2 separate regions of the Zea mays genome follow, and region 1 is linked to region 2. Evidence: chromatin contacts called from public Hi-C data. All regions are on one chromosome and are shown on one strand. The core of a region is the stretch at or near the end of the contact, and the rest is flanking DNA. Distances in the headings are between cores, read along the strand shown.

Region 1 (6,770 bases), core at 2,222-4,721, 330 kb after region 2:
TGTCGTCTGAACTGGGAGACAGCCCAAGAAGGAGTGCTGGGGCCTCGAAGCCCAATCGAGGATTTTGATGGGCAGCGAGTGGACTCACTAGGCGTTTGTTGGGCACGCTGTGTGGGTTAAGGTTTCAAAGGGTTGTAATAAGCAAGTAGGACGAGAACGAGTTGATTCTGAGTAAGGCCTTGTTCGTTTCTGTCAGATTGGTAGATCGAAACGATTCCTAGCAGGATTGTTTCTCTAATTTATATAAACTTTGATTAGCTGGAACGATTCCGGGTGCAATCCGATGTAAACGAACAAGGCCTAATATGTATCAGCAACGGAGCTGTGTTAACTCTAACCTGTCCTTGTGAAGTTCTTGTCGCTCACGATTCTGGCCTTCTGCTCCCTTGCTCTGCTCTGTTGCTTCCCCCACTCAATTGGTTACATTGTTAAACCGAACCACTGGAAGCTCGGCCTGGCTCGCAAGCCTAAGCCTATTTTGGACTGGTTGGTCGAGCGAGCTGAGAGGAATCGAGCCTTCGTTGGTCAAACAAGATGAGCCGACTCAAGCTTAGAGATGGCAATGGGTATCCAAAACCCGAATATCCGACGGGTTTTATCCGATATGAAGGCGGGTACGGGATGATTTCTCTACCCGCGGGTATGTTAATGGGTAAAAACCTCTACCCGTTGGGTAGACGGGTACGGGTTGGAACTACCCATACCCGTCTACCCATGGGTAAAATATATCCGCATCAATACAACTATAACCATCTAATAGAGTCTATCTTAGCTAAAATAAAACCCTTCTCTAGCTATCATTTGTCTAGATACAAAGTTATGTAATCATATGATTTGTTATATGTGAAGTTGAAGTTGTTTTTATATGTTTATTTAATATTTTGAGTGATTGGTATATTAAAATTTAAGACTTTCCTAGCGGGTACGATTTACCCGACGGGTAAATACCCGCGCGGGTACGAGTAAGATTTTATACCCGCGAGTATATATGGGTAACCCGACGGGTAGAATTTTGTTTGATAGGTACGGGTATGAAATGGTACTACCCGACGGGTATATACCCGTTGCCATCCCTACTCAAGCTGTGCCAACTATACTGATTTAATCAATCTGCATAATCATAATAGAGCATTGATTCATTTCTTGATAGTGGATACATGACAATTCAAATTTTACATTCCTCATAATATTAAATAATGATTCTATATTTTATATTTAAATATTATTTATTTAATATATGATGAAATTATATTTATAAAGGTGTGGCTCGCAAGCAGTAACTGTGCCAAACAAAGCTCTAGTATTAATATGTGTGAATCCTTTTGGAACTTCATTGTCTAGTTGTATCATGTTTTGTTTAATTGTTTTTTAAAATGTTCAATTATATTATATATAAATATATCAATATCATTTATATTCGTGGTTCCAAAAAAATATTGTACTCGTACCCTGGCTCCTACAGTAAGCATACCCGTCAGGCCGTCACTGTCACAGCCGCAAAAGTGCGCGGATTCTTTTGAAGGCTGACGACGTCTCTTGCGTCGCAAGTCCGAAGGCCAAAGGCCAGAGGCCAGGCGGGGCAGACAGCGGCATGATTGGGCGAGGCGCATGGGGCGGCACATGCCATGACGAGCTGAGGCTGTGCGCATGGATGAACATAGAGTAACACTTGGAGTAAAAATCTTCTGCAGCCGCTTACTGGATGTCGTGCGCTACCATCGAGTAGACCTGTCCAAACGCTAAATACAGCGCATCCCGCTCGCATGCGCTAAAACGAGACGGGGTGCATGGCTCCGCGCGTCACTAGGTGAATGGTCTATCCACTGACGATGGATTTTTTTGGGGATAAAAAAGTGTGGGAAAAATGATAAAATATTTGGTAGTTGGTATAGGGTAGATATTTAGGGTAAATATGAACGCGGAGTATTATAGGATAGAGTAGAGAATCTCGCTGACCAGGATGAAATATTCCTTTTAGAGTAGAAATTTAGGGTTTCATGAGTGCGGATAGCCTGAATCCTCGCCTAGATACATACTACTCCATCAATCAATCAGCAGCAGAGCAGCCATTACTGCCATCGATGACGCACTGCGCCTCAGCAGATTGCTGCGAGCCTACGGTTCGCATCGCAGCACCGCCCCCCTGCCCTGCCATTGCCATGCCGCGGGCGCACGCAGCTGAATTCATCGCCTGTAGTACTTAGCTTACTACGCAGAGGATTCATGCAGCGCAGCGCAACGCGGTGCGGACCTCATGGATTTTCGTCAGGATCGGGCGCCAGACGAGCCATTAATCGCGCAGCAGCATTTGTGGTCAATGCGGCAGCATTGTTATCCAAAGTAACCTCGAGTCAGACATGTGCGCTCAGCCCAGTACCACTTCCAAGTTTCCAACAATGGCGGTAGGAAAAAAATGGAGTCCAATCCAACTCTTTTATGCTCTGGCGATGCTACCGTATACTACACATCAGGTTGCTCAAGAACCAACTCGTCTGGCCAACAGGCCAAGGTAACCTCGAGTCACTCCTGGCATGGCTAATGATACTACTAATACTAAGTAACTCACTGCACTGCACTTCGTTCCCTACCTGACCGACGAAACCAAACAGAGAAATGAGATGAGAATTGAGATGGGATGAGACGGAGCAGAGGAGGCGGGGGCCGCGGGATGACGCGTCGTGCTCGTGCGCGTGCGCGCGCAGGCGCGCAGCTAGTAGGAGATCTCCATGGAGAAGTTGGAGTCCAGAAGCTCCTCGATCATCTGGTCCACGTACTGCTCCTCAAGCAGCCCGCCGCTCCAGTCCCCCGCCGCCGACGCCGACGGCGACGGCGAGGCGGAGATCCCCATGCCGGCAGGCACTGCCGCCGCGACGCGCGGGAGCGCGGCGGCGGCTGCTGCCGAGGCGTCGGCCTTGCCCTGCGCCGCCTGAGCGGACGCGAGGTTGGAGCGGTGAAGCTTGGCGACGAGCGCGGGGGAGAGGAGCGACGGCGCGGCCTGCTGCTGCTGCCCGTCGCCGCCTGCGTCCTCGGGGAAGTTGGTGCGCACGCGGGAGCCGCACATGATGCGCGCCGCCTCGTCGTAGGCGCGCGCCGCGTCCTCGGCCGTCTCGAAGGTGCCCAGCCAGATCCTCGTCTTCCTGCACGCACCCACGCACAGAGAACACGCCGCCGCCGTTGTCAGCCCGCCGCTCACGCCAAGAATCGATGAGTATAATAAGTCCGGTCCAGTCGAGGAGCACGTGTTACGTTACGCACAGGAGGGGGTGGCGGATCTCCGAGACCCAGGAGCCCCAGTGGCGTTGCCGCACGCCGCGGTACCGTTGCTGTGGCCGCGCCATTGGAGACGGACAGATGGTGGTGCCGCTGCTCGCTCCGATCCGAGGGGGGCAGCTGCTCTGGCTCTGGCCTCTGCGTCCGTTGTGTGCGCGACAGGGAGCTGACGAGCGAGCGAAGCGAAGCGGTTTGGTGCGGCGAGCTCTCTCAGAGCCTTTAAATAGGGAAAGCTTCCAAGTGGGGCCAGCTGTGCTTCAAGTGCAGGCTGTTTGACTGACTGTGGGCCCAGCATAGGTTGAGCATCCTTTACTTCTGTCTGTCTCCTGGGTCCCGGCCAGCCGCAAAGCATGCACAGGGGACAAGGTGTCCACTGGCGGGCAAAGATCTTCGTAATAAATGGATGACGTCGCCGTCATAATGTCATATTATTTCCGGCCACCTCGTCAAGAGTAGTAGGGATGAATACCTATTTGGTATCAATTTTTTTTTATCTTTTTCTTTGGTAGTGAATAAAAATGATATAGAATCTACTATATAAATTAATATTTTTGATTTTAACATTGAGCTTGTAAATATTTATAAAAGACAAACCTTAAATTTATCACATATCTTCTCAAATGATAAATATAACATTCGGATTCCATTCAAATATGGATACGAATACTTTTATCTTTTTTGTTTTATCTTTTTGTTGTATAGAGCAAATAATATATAAAACAATTTATGCAAAAAATTATTCTTATATGTTATAATGCGATTAGCATCAAATTTCATACATATCTATTTTAAAATATTAGATTTATCTTAAAAGTTCGGATACCCGCTTTCACCCCTAATCAAGAGAGATAAAATAAAATATTCATTCTCAATACAAAGTTTTGCTTCATGGTTTATAGACTACCATGTCAATTAAATATTGCATCAAGCGGAATAGACACACAAGGGAAAATAGAAAGATGAATCAGTATATGCAACGATGGTAGTGGTGGATAATTTTCACCGAATGTTATGACAGTGTATAAAATAGGATTCCGAGGAGCTCAATAAAAAACTGAATCTAACCCCAAGGTTTAACCTTTTGTAGATCCAGATTTGGTGGAGAGCTAGAGCATTCAAACATTTTAGAGCTAGTTTGGACTCTTAAATCCCCTCTGGGATTCACGGGGATTGAGTAGAAAAGAAAATTAGCTCATTTCCCACGCGATCTCCAGGAATCCCAGAGGGGATTTAAGTTTCCAAACTAGCTCTTATAAAGTTATTTTTATTGCGTCTAGAGTTGGGAAACTGTTCCAAACCTGCCCAAAGTAGGCGATGTAAAAACTACTTCAATCTCTTGTTCTGGTGTATCGAAAGAATATTCCTACATGTGTCTCGAGGGAGTAATCATACTCTTTTTAAATAACAGAAAAGTTCTGGCTTCAAAACTCTTCAAAAAAGGCATCAATCACCAAATTTATAACTCAAATGGCAAATAAAAGAGAGTAACATTGCAGACAATACAAAATCTAAAACATCGCCCATGAGAAGACGAAAAAAGTCCATTGATCTAGTTTCATGAAATTGATATGCAGGGAAACCAATCCATATGGTCATAAATGCATTGCAACAGAATACAAAATCAAAGTTAGTGTGCTTTCTGAAAAGTATACGCAAATAAGTGTTTGTTTGGCCATTATTGAACACAGTTATTCCTTCTAAGCCAAGTTATCTAGCAAAATGTGGCCCTTGTCTATAACAAAAATATAAGTCTTTAGTCTCCTTGCTTAGACCAGGAATAAAACAAATGATTTGTACAATGTGAATGTTGAATGTCTAAAAGTAGTGCACAACACACCACAAGGCTTTGGCATAATGACATGCAAAAAAGATGTTGGGTAGTCGCTAACTCACTATAAAAGTAGCACAAGGCTTTGGCATGATGACATGTAAAAAAGATGTTGGTAGTCGCTAACTTACTATAAAAGTAGCACATTTTACTATCATTACAATTTCTGATAGCCAAAAAATATCTTTAGTAAGGATGATCCCTCTTTGAAAGTACCATTACAATGTTTATTTCGAGAGGTATTTTCATATACCAAAATTCCTATAGAACCTTAACACCATATATTATTGACAAGATAGTTGTACATAGGTTTGACTATAAAAATACCATCTTTATGGAGACCCTAGACAAATGGACTAAAGCCCTCGTCCTGATTAATAAAAGCCGCACAAGCAACACCATTATGTTAGCTAGTTATCATGTTCTCCATTAAAGATCTTCTAAGGGAGATGTTAAGAGGACTTGAACTAAGCACTTCTATCATTATATGTTTTCGACGAATAGTATTGAGTAAATGTAGGTATATGATCGAAATTTAAAGCTTTTGTACCTTACCACTTGTCTTTCTCAAACCTAATATGATGTCCACTCTATGGACTGAGACATAACAATAGCGCAACTACATCTAAGTGCTTGTTTGGCGTAGCTCCTAAAGGAACTTCGAGTATGAATCTAGGTAGGGCTCTAGGCTCTTCCATATAGGTATTTACTAAGAATTGATTCTATGCTCATTGTATGGATCTTTTTGAAACGTTATCGAGGGTTAAGAGCTAGAAAACAACTTCTTCTGATCCATTCCATAGGTAGAGTCATTCTATGTATAGATTTTATATTAGAGAATTATATATAGAGAAAATTATTTGTCGTCAGACATTCGCTTCTTTCGTATAATCAACTTTGTAAAGCATCTATCTCCACGTTATGCAAGTATCCTAGTTACTATGTGTTTGGTTTGATGTCAAAGTAGGATGAGACAGAAGCGACACCGTTCCCTCTATTTTTTGGGGCCGCCACCACAAAAAATTGACCCAGTGTTCACCTCGGAACCGCGTGACTCTCATCTAAACAATATAAAAAATATAGTCACTCCTTTCATCCATACTTTCTTGTACGTCCAACCAAACACACCGTTAGTTTATGCAAGTAAGATCACAAACTCACGCCCCACCGGCCTCCGATTGGGGACTCAGTATGGCTGTGAAGACGATGACGCTGAAAAATCACCTCCATCCATTGAGCACACCTACATCGTACAGCTCCGTTGTCATCACCCATGGGAAAAGCAAGCCTGCGCTGCGCCTTAGGAAGAGCAGACGATGGATGATATGATATGGAACAATGGAAGGCAAGGCAAGGCAAAGACCACGCCACACTATTCAAGTGCATGCCTGCCTGCCGCTGACGAGGCAAGCATACCACCACCACCACCTCTGCCGCTGCAAATCCCGCATGCATGTGTGGCTGGCATGCCATCATAGGCCGGCCTTCGTGCATGCACCGTATCCACCACACGATCTCGGTTCGTCCCGTCTCTAGCTTGGACGCTAGCGTTAGTGAGTGTACGTACTACTGCCAGGCAATCGGGATTCTACAAGTGGTGGGTTGCATCAGCTATGTATGCAAAAATGGTCCACTGGGTTCAGGCTTTCAGATCCATGCTGACATGTATCTG
Region 2 (7,590 bases), core at 318-2,817:
CAAAAGAATTAGTTCACCTATTAACTCAGTTTGTTGCCTCCTTTTTATTATGCCAACTAATTTGCAGACCTGATGATAAATTCTCATCGATGATAATAATGATAAAATAGCAAATATCCCACTTGGCGGCGCCCCTGCCGTCGATTTCGTCGCTGGTCGAACCGTCTTTACCGCCAACGCAGCGGCGGCAAGCGGAGGTCCACAGGGCCGACGGATGCCCGCGGTTATATCGTCTGTGAAATCAACATCTACCAATCATAAGCGTGGCGGCTTCGAGATCGACTGGGACCATTGAATGATTGAATTTTTAAGCGTCACTCCATCGTCCTCATCCACATCACCCACGACATTGATGCCAACGTTAGATCAACTCCAAAAGAATGCTAAAAAGTTTCTTTTAAAAATGATTATTGAAGGCATTCTAATTTTTTTTAGAAGTGAGTTATAGCGTGTACTCCAACAGTTCCCTAAAGTATATAAAAAACCTGAAATCTGTCTATCTGTGATTTCAGGCTGATTTCTGTACAACAGAAACAAACAGATGAACCAACAGTATTATTGGCCAGACACAAGGAAAATCAAAACAAAAAAAGCATTTTATCCTTCGTTGTAGCCTGTAGGCGTTCTGCTCCAATTTCCCGTACGTGGAACAAACAAATCAAAGAATTTCATTCTCTCTCCTACTTCCAGGCGTTCTGCTCTTGCTACTCGTGGCTGGCAGCCTGGCGCCGTGTGCGCGCGGCGAAATACGCGGGAGCCTGTGCGTGCGGAGGGCGGACAGATTGGGGACTGGGGAGGGATACATGACGCGAAAATATACGGGAGAAGATGATGGGACGAGGGACGCCAAATTTTTAGTGAAAGGACGAGGGAGCTGAACAAGAAAGACCAGTTTTCCTTCCTAATAAGGCCTTGTTCGTTTCTGTTGGATTGGTGGGTCGGAATAATTCCTAACCGGATTGTTTTTCTAATTTATATAAACTTTGATTGAGTGGAACGAATCCGGGTGCAATCCGACACAAACGAACAAGGCCTAATGGTTTTGGGTTGATTTACATCTTTTAAAGTTTCTCTTAGTCTCCGTCATTTCAGCTTGGATCTGAGGTTCTCTCTAACCATTGTCCCCATACATTCGTTTATCTATACTTTCTAATATATTTCACTCTTTCTCTAAAAGATTTTTCTCTTTTACTTAGTTTATCTTAAACATTTTTCTCTATACAACTTCCCCTATATTAATTAACATACATATTTACCATTTTTGACTTTTTTAAAAAATCATAATATTGCCATAGTGCACATTATTATTATATCATAGGGCATAATTAAAATTAAAAACGATATAATTAACCTGTAAAAGAGACAAATACATTTTTAGTTATCTACTGGAAATTGTAGCCCTATTGGTGGGGAAATTGTAGCCCCATACCTAGAGGTGGCAATAAACTCAATATCTTAGACTACAAATAATCAAATTGGATTCTATTTCTATTTATTTATGAACTAAAAGTAATTAAAAACTCAAACAAATTATAAAACGACATTTGGATCGTGATCTACCACGCCTACCCGTACGTGCGGTCAGAGAGCTATCTGGGGTGGCATTGGAGTTGGAGCCGGCCTGACAGCACCAGAGAGAGGGTTGCCGACATGGGAGAAGCGGCAGACCGCGAGCGGCCGCCGTGGCGCTGCACGGTAGCCGTGCAGGCCGCGCTCTGCCTCGCGCTCTACGCGGCCTTCAGCCTCGGCGAGCCGCAGCTCATCCCGCGGGGCGGGGTGGACGCACTCGGGCGGGGCGCGCGCGGCGGCGGCGTCGCCTTCCTCAGCGTCGCTGGCGGCGCGCGCGGACCCATCGACCAGGAGAGGCTCCTGAGGCAGGTGCGCGCGTTTCGCACTCACCCACCCACCTCCACACCCTATAGGTCCGGGATCTCTTCTGCTTCACAGTTCACACGCGCCTTCCGGCGCCTGGTTCTGCTCTCCTCGTGGAGTGGTGTTCTTCATTTGGTTTCCCCTGTTTGCGACCTGGCATTGTCCCCTTCCCCATTGCTTCGTGATGCGCAGGATTTTCTTAGAGGCGCTCTTGTCGACCTCACCTCGTCCCCACTTCGCGTTGGCAATTGGCATGGTCGTTTGTGTGGTTGCAGCTCGCACACGCGTGAAACATGGTCTCGTTCACCACGGTAGCCTTCTTATACAACGCATCACACTATCCGACTCAGTCACAGGACCGAGACGACATCATACTCGTGTCTTAATCGGGGCGCAACAACCCGTTCGTTACGGCTTTCATTCGTACCGTTTAAACAAATAGAGATGATGTTTGTCGTACTTATCGCTCACACTGTCACACACACCAAGATTTGATCATCTCTCCACGGCTAGTGAAGGAATGGCTGCCGCCATCGTCTTCATCGCGTCCGAACGCCACAATCCGACTCCCATAACCGCTACTCCTAATCGCGAAGGTATACCTCTGTTTTACGTTTTCTAGTGACTAAGTTACGAGCTAAGTTCATAGACTATTAACAGTGGTACTAGAGCCAATAATAGTGTTCTTTCCTTTTATTTATTTTATTTTCTGTATTTCCTTTAAGTTGGGCAAGGTTTTAAGCTTGAGTTCAAAGTTTTAAGAATGTTTTTTCCCTGCAAGAATTTTTTTTCTTCTCAATTTCGTCGTACCTTCTTGCCTCCTACACACTAAGATCCAATCTCTCTGTGGTCTCCCAATCCTAAAGATATATCATCCGATCTATTTATTGTCTAGTGGTTAGGACGTTAGGTTACGGGTTAAGGTCGTAGATTGCTAACATAGTGCTCAGTAAATCTTGCACGGAACATGTTGAGTGCGCAACGGTTGAACCATGGAATTAAATTCAGAAATGACTCCCCTCATTCTGACAACGATTTGCTCACGTAGTTGCGTGTCCTGTTCTTCTGACCAGCCATGCGTTTCCACAGGTTCTACCGTAATAGATGTCAGGTTTGATGGCCTACACATGCCTGATCCAAGATTGGTATTACTATATAACCATGTCATTGGACTTACCTGGATCCGGCACATGCATATGTTCTTCCCGATGAGGCACACGTGCCTCCTGATAATGCTTTCACTGCAATAAGCACTGACCTGTCCCGAACTGCATTCTTGTATAGTGATCGTGCCCCACCAATCTTCTCCGTAATTCCGTATGTATCAGTTAACGCTACACAAGTACACAAGTTAGTTCTGATTTTCCACTAGCCCGTTTGGCATATTTTTGCCGCTGATCGATGCAAAAGTCTGTCTTTGGTGTTCCTTGGAAATGTCAGGTTGTTTGTGACTCTATTGATCCACAATCTAGCCTTTTTTTCCTCTTTCATGGCATTAAAAAATGCACCAAGGAAGAATGTATATTTTCTACAATCATTTCTCGGTTTGCCTTTTTGATAAAAAACCGTTATCTATGAAGATGGAGACCACAGCAAAGCTTTATGAAGTCAAGTTCGTGCTGGATGTTACTCAACTGGGAGCGGATGATCCACTCTGGCAAAATGTATGTATTTAGTGATAATAATGTTGGTCTCATGTGTAATATTACTTGTGCATTACCATTGTAACATTAAGTGAATCAAATTCTCAGCTCTATGGTTTGTTTGTTTGTTTGTTTCCTATTTTTAGGGTTCCATGTACTTCCAGGCTCTGAACATCCCGTGGTAAGCTAGTAGTTCCTGGTTCACACATGTAAACTGACTTAATAGTAAGGAAAATGTAGCTCAATAGTTCGCTGTACTGCCCAAGGTTTGCCCTCTTCTGTGTATACATTAAATTTCTTCTCCATAAGGTACTCCACTTCATCACATGGGCGGACGGTTGGTAACTTTTTGAAGAAAGTGAAGATGCCCTACGATCAGGTTCTAGATATTATTGGTCTGGGCACATGGCCTCTGCAGGTATTAAATCTTGAGCACCTTTGAGTTCATTGTAGCAGGCAACCTATCTGATAAACAGCAGCACATCACCTTACATACGCCGGCAATTATGGATTCTTATACATTGATTTGTGACTGTTTTTACAAGGAACCTCTACATGGTGGCAGGATAAGCACTTCTTACAAGGGACAAATTAAATGGTTGGATCGATTACTAGCACTCACTGAAAGCAATTGGTAAGTGCTTACTAGCACTTGTCCCTGTGTTTGTGCAAACTCTTTGTATTGTTATTGGATATGCTAGTTTTTTTAGATAATGGGAATTGAAAGTTCCCGACTTTTGTCTCAAAGAGACTACAGCCGATTTATTACAAACTCAGACAACATAATATAGAGCTGAGAAACGAAACTAGAGACAAAGCCTAAATGCAGATCCCCATCCATGATGTCTAAAAATATGCATCACCAATTCTTCCAAACTACAACATGCCTTGTTTAAAGAGATGCACTGAGTTAGCGGGACTGAGTTAGCATTGTATAGTTTAGTATTGAAGAATGAAGGTACCTTGAGAAACTTTAAACATCCATAAGAAATAGTAAAATAACCCTGTTTAGTTGAATTTATGCCTTCATGCTGCATATGGAGATTTATGCATGTGTTACTGTCTGTAACCATAATGCTCACATTCTTTTTGTTTTAAAAAAGGAAAATAGTTGTTGGATATAATCCATTACTTGTTTGCAATGGGAAAGAAACAACAAAGCTCGATGTGCCATTTCAACATATTTTTGCAAAATATGAAGTGGTAACTTCTGTCCTCTTCATTGATCGCCTTTTTTCCTTTAAATTAATGATTGCTAGTACTTAGTTCCCTCTATACATATAGAATGCATACATAAGCATGGGCGGGTCTTGTGGCTACTTCCATCGAGACAACTCGATACTGTACATTGGACACCCCAGGAGCCCTGGTGGTGCCCAAACAAGTGTAGATGGTTTTTTCTTGCACAGAGTTAGACCCCTCGAGATGGTGAGTTCATGACTCTACGCGACGCTTTCCCTTCTTTATCCCAATATCAGTACGAAACAACTAAATTTCCATTTGGCAAAATGTGGCAGGAGTCAATGTTGATAAATGTAGAAGGCAAGCTAGTTCAGAGATCTGATGTTCAGCAGCATGGAACGGGAGCCATGTGAACCTCACAACTTTCAGTTTCTGTTCCATTATGTCGTAGCGCCGAACAAAGGCGTGACATAATGTTGTGTTGTATTGTATTCATTCAGTTTAAAAAAAGCTGCATTAGATTTTTGTCATTTTGCCTGTTTCAACATGTTTGAGTTTGTAGGTAGTCTTTATCATTATTTACAAACATACAAGAGTTCACTATCACATGCAGAGTGCTGCCCAAGCAGGGACGAGAAGTTAGTTAATACATTACTTTTCTTTATCTGCTGGTTCTGTGCCAGTTGATCTCTCAACCGATACAGTCCGATTTTGTTTCAGAAATTTTAGATGATGGTTGCAAGGCTGTAACTATCGTTTTGATGATTCCTACGGCCCACTACATTTCATTTTATCTTTTACAAAAACTAAATTCAGAACTCAGAAAGATACGGTTGGTGGTATAGCAGTTTCTTTGGAGACTTGCTGACTGACAAAGAGTCTGTGAAATTGTGAATTCGCAGCTCCAAAGGTGGCTTTGGCTATCGCTTGGTTTTAATCTGTATCGGCTTCTACTGTTTTGTCTCTATGAATTGCAGCTCTAGCAGTCCGAACAGCTGGATTTAATATGGAAATTTATATCCTGCAGGGTAAAACAATAATGTTCATTCATCAAATCATAGAGCATACTGGTACAAGGAGCTGGGAGCATAGTCCATCTGATACTCTTGTGAAATCATAATACCCCGAAGCCCAGCAATAGCATCAACTTGTTCTAAATAAGAATAATATCAACTCAACAAGCACATGCGACAAAGTTGGTCACAATAGAGTTTCAGCAAATAAAAAAACTGATTTGAGAAACATAAGCGGTGTCTTTAAAGCTCCTATACTCATGCAAACACAGTTACACGGGAACTAATTGTTACCTAGAGGAAGGTGAATAGACAACGTTTGAAATTTCACAACTTAAAACAAACTTGAATCCTAAATTATATATTAGCTCAAAAACTAATCCAAAAGAGTAAGGAAAGGCCGAAGTTCTTGCACTTGATGCTCTTTTAAATTGTGGAATTAATTCAAAAGCAATATCACAAATGAAGATCTAGCAAGAACTTAGAGCGAGAGAGAGAGAGGAAGAACAAATTACAGAAAGTAAAGAACACAAGATACAACAATTTGTTTCCCATGTTCAGCTTCGAAGAGCCTACGTCCCCATTGAGGAGTTCCACCAGAGTCAGCCTCTTTCGATCTTCCCAAGTGATCCACCGATCAAATTGTGCCCTCGGTTCCTTTGATTTGATCTTTCTTTCTCACAAGGTACTCCATAGTGATTGGAGACTCTTTGCTAGTCATACACAATTGATGGGAGTTCGAACTCCAATGGAAGCAAGAGTGAGAAAGAGCGCACACAAAAGCATAACAACAACACCAAAGAACAAAGAACACAAGCGCACAACTACATCACAACTCTTTCTAGACTCTTCTCGGGAATATGGGCGCTTGGATAACTTTGTTGTGTTGCTCTAATGCTTAGGAATGAATCTCTAGAGCTTGGGTGACTTGGTTGCTCGAGGAGGCTAGTTAGGGGGCTATTTATAGTATAAATGCCCTCAAAGAGTTATTGAGAGAATTGCCAAAAATCTACTATCGGCAGGTGCACCACACCCAACGGTCGTTCGTCATCAATGGGAACTGCTCCAGCCTTCCCTCCTCATGGGACACCAGCCACATGTCAGTTAGCCGTTGAGATGACCGTTGATGGGTTGAGAGAGTCATTTTTATTTTATTTTATTTTTATTTTCTACTGCTTAAAATGATACTTTTACTCTTACTGCTCGTACTAGATTACAACTCCTTTTAACGTAACCCTCACAGCCCCTCTCTACTTCATTAATTTAAGTTAGTATCTTTACAGATCCAGCGAAGATGACGTTTAGTCGAAGGCAAAGGAACATCTTGTTTTTTCGTATCCACCGTACATGACGTTTATCCATTCCTAATGTTGAGGCTGGCCAAAAAACTTCCTGCTTTTGTGTCTTTATGCAAGCGATTCTTCATGAGATGATGCAAAGATTTAGATTGAACACTATGTCCACCAAGTTTGCCTCCATAGTTATGATTAATTGATTATCTTGTGAAATGATAACGTCTTATATATGCATGCCCATGTAGTTTGTTTCTCTGGTAGTGGTGGTGGTAGTACCAGGAGCCCTAGTTAATATGTTGTATATTTTTTTGAAGTAAATGTTACTGTAGGGGGTCCTACAGTATTTTATTGCTTATTGCTTTTAAGGAAACCAGAGCGGGGTAGAAGATACAGGAGGGTGAGTACAGAGGAAAGAGGAATTACAGGACAGAATAAAGAAGCCAGGTTCTAATTTTATCTCCAATTACTGGTTTAACTCGGTGACTGAGAAGGTTCATTTCGGATTTGAACATAGCTCGACAACCTTCTACCGTGGGCGGAGTCTCATTGAACACCCAATTATTTCTGCATTTCCAGATGCCCCAG

What was found. A called contact is a pair of places that touch in the nucleus more often than the background predicts.
Region 1: a Hi-C map of bundle sheath shows a contact between it and region 2, with 2.1 times the contacts expected there. The contact joins the promoter of LOC103637985 here to the promoter of LOC100278723 in region 2. A contact is called at or near these places in 4 of 25 Hi-C or Micro-C datasets (bundle sheath, ear, endosperm and 1 more).

Annotation. Positions count from the first base shown.
Region 1 is chr9:15,311,522-15,318,291 of Zm-B73-REFERENCE-NAM-5.0, forward strand. It overlaps LOC103637985 (ethylene-responsive transcription factor ERF003), which reads right to left and starts at 3,472. Exons shown (of 2, transcript XM_008660984.2): 1 at 3,256-3,472; 2 at 2,361-3,137. The coding sequence starts at 3,338. The coding sequence ends at 2,711.
Region 2 is chr9:14,988,184-14,995,773 of Zm-B73-REFERENCE-NAM-5.0, forward strand. LOC100278723 reads left to right here and starts at 1,568. Exons shown (of 8, transcript NM_001151907.2): 1 at 1,568-1,878; 2 at 3,453-3,536; 3 at 3,662-3,696; 4 at 3,825-3,933; 5 at 4,061-4,149; 6 at 4,619-4,718; 7 at 4,800-4,943; 8 at 5,033-5,360. The coding sequence starts at 1,651. The coding sequence ends at 5,110.